Regions from separate parts of the Arachis hypogaea genome. Here region 1 is linked to region 2. A link is a contact called in public Hi-C data. All regions are on one chromosome and are shown on one strand. The core of a region is the stretch at or near the end of the contact, and the rest is flanking DNA. Distances in the headings are between cores, read along the strand shown.

Region 1 (3,399 bases), core at 209-2,708, 160 kb before region 2:
TAAAACTTGAAGTTGAAAAGGAGGGTTCCATTTAGGATCAAAGTCAAAGATTAAGGATTCTGAGCCTAAACCCAAAATCTTCAACTTGGAAAGCAAATGGAAATCTTTTTCAGAGACAGTTCCTGTCAAGAAATTTGAGTGGAGACGCAATTCAATCAATAAGGGTGGTAAGTTTTCCAAAATTTTTGAGATTGGACCAGAGAAAGAATTATGAGAAAGTGCAAGTACTTGCAATTGATCAAGTTGGCCTAACCAATCCGGAATGGGACCATCGAGATCATTGTTATTCAAATACAATGATTCAATGCTTTGATGAAATTTTGGTAGTGTTTGAAGCAGTTGGCCAAGCATGGAGTTTTTAGAAATGTCGATATATGAGATGTGACTAAGATTGAATAACCAAGCAGGCAAGATTGATGAGAAGTCATTGGAAGCAAGACTAAGAACTTTAAGGTAGCGTTTGTTTTGAGGTATTGAGACAGAGACTGAGAGATTGAGACTATTGTGTTTGTTAGTTCAGAGACTGGTACTAAAATTTTTGTCTCTGTCTCTGTCTCTAAAATTTCAGTATTTTAGTAGTTCCAAAAAATAGGGACAAAGGACACTGAAGTTTTTAGAGATGGAGACTGAAACTTTAATAACATTTTATACCTAAAATACTTTCATTTCAATTAATTAATTCCAATTTTACTTTTTGTGCAAATTAAATTAGAGTTTTATTCTTGTTTCAATTCCTGTTTCTCATTTTGCACCAAACAGAATACTGAGATTTATTTCAATCCCTATCTCTTAGTCTCTGTCTCTTAGTCTCAGTCTTCCGTCTCTATCTCTCCACCAAATGCTACCTAGTGAAGTCAAATTAGCATACTGAAGAAATGGATTTATGTCTTTAAGATTGCAATAATCTAAGTGTAACTCTGAAAGTGAAGAAAGTGAATTCAATGATTGAAGCCAATAGATTTCCTTGTAAAGATCAATACCACTGAGGTCCAAATATTGCAAAGAGGAAAAATGAGAAATCTGATGTAGCATACTATTATAATCATTGAAAAGATGATAGTTATATGCTAAATCAAGATAATGGATGTTAGAGGAGTCATTACATGTCTTGTTATGAATAGAATCATAATCATACTGGATGATGGTCTTGAAATCATTGTTGCTCAAATTCAAGTAGTTTAAATATTCAATACCCAACAAAGAAGACATGTCAAATTCACCTGTTAGACAGTGCTGTTTCTCATTATCTTGATCAAGAATTTCATCAGATTGGATTGTATCACAAGGGAGATGAAGCTTTGTAACTCTGTGTGTGATGTTATCACAATGAACTCCTCTCCATTGACAACAATCTTTTTCTTCATCAGAAGACCAAGATGAGAGTACATCAGAGGGATCTGTGACTTCATGTTTAAACTTGAGCAATATGCTCTCATCCTTCTCATCACACTGAACCATCATGGAATTAGACGTGACTAGTGATGATGAATTAAACATGATTGTAGCAAGTATTAAACAAAAAAGGATGATTGTAATTTGGTTGGAAGAGGAAGTAGCCATATTATCGGTTGCACAACATACAAGATATGTTTTGGAGTTTTGGTAATGGATGGTTGGAATTTATAAGGGTAAATGGTTAAATTAGTCTTCGAAAGAACGCTCACTTTTAAGTTAGTTCCTAAAAGATTTTTTATAATTAAATTTGTCTTTCAATGATTTCAAATTTATTATTTTAGTCTTTCTATCACTTCGATTACTAACGGTTTCAAAATTTGTTGATATGACACATAGTGACACTACAACATACACCTAATAGTCTTAATTAGCGACAAATATGATAAATTTATGAAATTAGATTAAATCACATCAAATTGAGGAATTTTAATACCTCAAGTTTTCTTCTCAATTAAATTTTAATTTGATTTAATTTTATAAGCTTATCTTACTAATAGTCAATTAAGATACCTATGTGTATGTTGAAATATTATTTATCGTGCCATGTTAACAAATTTTAGTACCGTTAACAAAAAGAATGGCCGAAGAACTACCGCGATTAATTTAAAATATTTGAAGAATAAATTTAATTAATTTTTTTTTAAAAAACTAATTTAAAAAATGAGTGATCTTTCATAAATAAATTTGACTATTTACTCAAATTTATAAGTATATGTGGAACTGAGGGCAATATGAGAAATTTACTTATTTTCTTGTAGTATTTCCATGGCATCGTAATATTCATGTCTATATGTTATTCAAAAGAATATGTGCTACTAGGCATGTTGATTAAAAAAGAAAAATAAGTGACTAATTCAGTTATTTATAAAAAAAATAAAATATATTAAAATATAAAATATATATTTAAATGTATAAAATAATATTTATATTTATATATAAATATAAATATATAATAATTGATTTGATAATTGATATTATATATATTATATTTTTATTTCAATTAATTTTTTATTATATATAAATATTATTGGTACGGTTTTAATCTACTATATATATATAAATTTTTTTAGTATACAAGTTTATATAAGTTAGTCCAAACCTAACAAAAACAACCCTCAGTTTAGATTTCGTGTAAATATGTACTTCCCCAACTCTTGAATAATGCAAACGGTTTTTTTCCCTCAATCAAAATCGCGCTCAAAATTCAAATAACGATCAAAATCTCTTAAAAATATTTCAAAATCGTCGCAAAAAGTGAAGGAAGTTTCAAAGTTGAATTCGAAAAGAATGAAGAAGAAGAAGAAGAAGAAGAAGAAGAGTTTTGAATTATGCATAATTTATCAGTACAAATCTACCGAAAATTTTTAAACAATACACATGAATGTCTTAGTTTTACACTGAAATTTGCTGCAACTACACAAAAATGTTTTTTCTAATGCTGCATTTTTTTCTTCTTTTTTTTCTTATTTCTTTCTTTCTTTTAGTTGAATGAATGTAAGTTCATCCTCTTCGAAGTAATTTTGTAGTATTATGTGTTTCTTATTTTTCTTTATTTAATTGTTTTATTTTTATTCTTGTTAAGAGAGTAAAACAAGAAGAAACTTGAGAAGATAAAACAAGAAAAAAAAAATGAATAAGAAAAAAAAAGAAGACGGTGATGATAATGAAAAAAAAAGAAGCAACAGAAGATGAGAAAGAAGAAAAGAAAGAGTTTTGAATTATACAAAATTTATCAGTACAAATTCATCAAAAATTCTTAAACAATATACATAAATGTCTTAGTTTTATACTGAAATTTACTGCAATTACATAAAAATATTTCCTTTAATGCTGCATTTTTTTCCTTCTTCTTTTTTTTTCTTATTTTCTTCTTTCTTTTAGTTGAATGAATGTAAGTTCATCATCTTTCAAGTAATTTTGCAACATTATGTATTTTTTCTTTTT
Region 2 (3,296 bases), core at 541-3,040:
CTGATTTCGATGCCTCCAAATCCACCAAATGCCATGAAAAAAATAGGTTTTTTGTTCCAAAACAGCAGCTCGCATAAAAGAAAACATATTCCCATTGACCTAAAGAATTGATGGATCCAATCTCATTCAAATGTCTTGCGCCTGTCGATAACATAGCAAGCAATGCATCGCCGATTATGTCTCTTCGCTACATCAAGGGCACATGTTCAACTCAAAGAGTCCACGCCAGTGTTTGAAAGCCTCTGTTGGTAGAGAATCATGAATGGCAAACCATGCCAGGAGTTTTGCTTTCTCCGGGGCATTCGCCCGCTACAGCCATTTCCAACTTTGCCCCTCATTCCACTGAATCCTCTTCTTCAGTAACCATGTATATCCCTCTTTAGTTGAATAACTTTTATTAATATTTGCTATCCAAATCCATCCAGATTCAACTATGCACTACTAAAATCAGTTAGAAGTTTGCATTATATGGAGAATTAACTCTGATAAGGGTGTCGCAATTCGCTCCAAACGCCAACCATACTCGCTCCAAACATCTCTGATAATCAATTGAGTATCGGAGATATGGACAAAAGGAAAATAATAACAGAGTTTACCTCCTGGATGTCGATCATTAAACCAAATCGATTGGTCCAAGTTACCAGGACTCCAAGCCAAACCCTCTTGTAGAAGCTGCATTAACTTCCCAATGCCCTTCCAGCAAATAGATGCAGTCTTTGGAACAGAAATTTCTAAGTTCAAGGGATTTTTAAAATATTTGTTGAGTATAATTTGAACCCACAACTTGTCACGGCAGTTTAGCTTCTTCTAAACTAACTTTTCAATCATTGCCACGTTGACTAGAGAAGAATCTCGAATGTCCAGACCACCAAAATTTTTTGACCAAAGAGAGATATCTTTCGATATTATTACCCTTCCAAAAGAACTGTAGAGTGAGAGAATTAATATTTTCACAAGCATGACCTGGAAGAAGAAAGCATTGCATCTGATAAATAGGAATAGCTGATACAACCGATTTAACAAGACATAATCTCCCAACTCTATTCAACAGTCTCCCTTTCTATAATGCCATACGTTTCTAAATTTTGTCAATAACCTCTATAGCACAGATTCGAATCACTCTCAAGTGCCTCAAATTAACACCTAAGTATTTACCCAAGTTTTGAGTAAAATAGATAGATGATACCTCAGTAAACAACTCTTTTCTTATATTGAAAACATCTTTTGAACATATTACTTTTGACTTTTCAAAGTTAACTTTCAATTCAGATTAATTAGACACGCCAATCACTCTATCTCTAAAAGAGACTCTCGTCCCTTTGGAATCCTCTATGTCACCGAATACAACTCTTCTCACACTCTTCTCCTTGTTACTTCCACCGGAGCGGTTGCCTCACCGTGTTTTCCACTTTCATCCCCGATCACCCCTTTTTCGCTCATAGCTCTCTTCCACGGGTATAAGTAAACTAGTTACTTGTTAATTGAATTATTGATTGATATGAGATAAGGATTTAAAGCTAAACACATTTTTTTAATTTTCCATCAATTTTTTTTTAATCTCAACCAATTAATTAATAACAAAATATTACATTATTAAAGATGGTTAATACATGCGATCAAAACTTAATACATATTTTATAAGAATGTGATATTGTGATTCTATCACATTAAAATAAATAAATAAATGAATAGGAGCAGCTTGCCAAGTCAAACTGGATTGATATTTGGGCTTAAATTGTTTGGGCCTAAATCTTAGTAAAGGACTAAAGCCCAAAACTGAACAGCACACAAAGGAAGTAAGTTAGCTCAAGTTAGCTTCAGGGCCGTTGAAAAATATAAAAAGCCGAATATTAGATCATATTTCTTACCAAAAAAGAATGCATCATTTCCGGAATACCCCTGCTAAAAATAGATGCATATATTTATGAAATTATTAAATATTTAAATTGCTCCAAGGATCCTGAAATAAATGAAGTATATACTGAAATTAAAACTAAATACACTAAATCTATAAATTTGACGAAAAAATGTGAACATAACCGATATAGTGAATAGGGTCATCAAAATGATATCCAAATCTATCAAACTATTTTGTTTATTTCTTAAAATAGGCAAGTTTATAATCTCAAAAATACTCATAAAAATAAAATGTTGAATGAATTTAGTTTGATTAATTTGAAAAATAAAGAAGCTGTTCAACGAGTCGAATGAATTAGCTCGTTTATTTTATTTAATAAAATTTCAATTCGTTTACAATTCAACCCAAATACTATAAAAATAACCCAATTGAAGGAAAAGAAATGGCTTCCAAAGTTTGGTATATAACTCAAAATTGATTATTTTGGGATTTTATTAAAAAAAATCAATTTCGTTTGGGGAAAAAAACTAATAGACGTGTTAAATTGGATTTTTCTTATAAAAAAATATTATGTGTACACAAAAATTAATTATAAAATTAACTGTTATATATTTATGTATAAATATATGTTTTATTTAATTTATTTTTAATATATATTTTATATTCTAATTTATACTATATATTAGTGATTGATTTTAGTAATTAATTTTAGTGTACATCATAATTATTTTTTTATGGGTCAAACCTCTTATTTTAAAATCTCAAATATTCTTAATATATGATTAGTCTAAACCGTTTTAACCCACAAACTTAGATGAATTGACTTTTTTTTTACCAAAGATAAAGAGACTCGAACCCGCAACTTCTTAGGTAAGTACAGGAGACTATACCATTTAAAGTATAGCTCATTGACTACTTAGATGAATCGACTTGTTCGACATCTCTATTTAAAAATAATTATTTTCTAAACATATAGTATCACTTTATCTTATTTTGCGCACAATTACCAGTAATTACTACAAGAAATTCTTACCATTTTCTAATCACCCAAAATTTTGCTTTTAATTGACAAACAAATTATTAGGGTTTTGAACGAAGCAAGGATGTGAAAACCTTGATTCTTCCAGTGATGTGCCAAGAGGACACAAGGCAAGAAGCATGACGTGTGGAACTCTCTCTTTGAATCTTAATGTTCCATTGCAACTAAAACTTGCTCGGTTGGGAAGAGACATCAGACATAAACTTTTAATAAACAAAGTTCCAATTCATGTAGCTTTTAATTGCTTTGTGTGTTCCAATGTTCACCTAGCACTTTCCGGAGACAAATGCTTCTGCATGCTACTCTATATCTTCAACATTGACACATTGTCCATTTATATCAAACCTTTATTTATATATTTTGGTTGAAATTTTACTTTGGAGTAATTACTTAATTCTA

Evidence for each region. A called contact is a pair of places that touch in the nucleus more often than the background predicts.
Region 1: a Hi-C map of leaf shows a contact between it and region 2, with 2.4 times the contacts expected there. The contact joins the promoter of LOC112712762 here to the enhancer-like site in region 2. A contact is called at or near these places in 2 of 8 Hi-C or Micro-C datasets (leaf and an unstated tissue).

The regions. Positions count from the first base shown.
Region 1 is chr9:1,814,332-1,817,730 of arahy.Tifrunner.gnm2.J5K5, reverse strand. It overlaps LOC112712762 (receptor-like protein EIX1), which reads right to left and starts at 1,458. Exons shown (of 5, transcript XM_025765685.2): 1 at 869-1,458; 2 at 1-385. The coding sequence starts at 1,458. It overlaps LOC112709831 (receptor-like protein EIX2), which reads right to left and starts at 1,615. Exons shown (of 3, transcript XM_072202233.1): 1 at 1,221-1,615.
Region 2 is chr9:1,655,510-1,658,805 of arahy.Tifrunner.gnm2.J5K5, reverse strand. No RefSeq gene overlaps it. Among protein-coding and RNA genes, the nearest start is that of LOC112712758, 8.2 kb to the left of the region's middle. Within about 2 kb of position 1,790, at least 2 of the 3 cell types and tissues checked have open chromatin away from gene starts, as enhancers often do.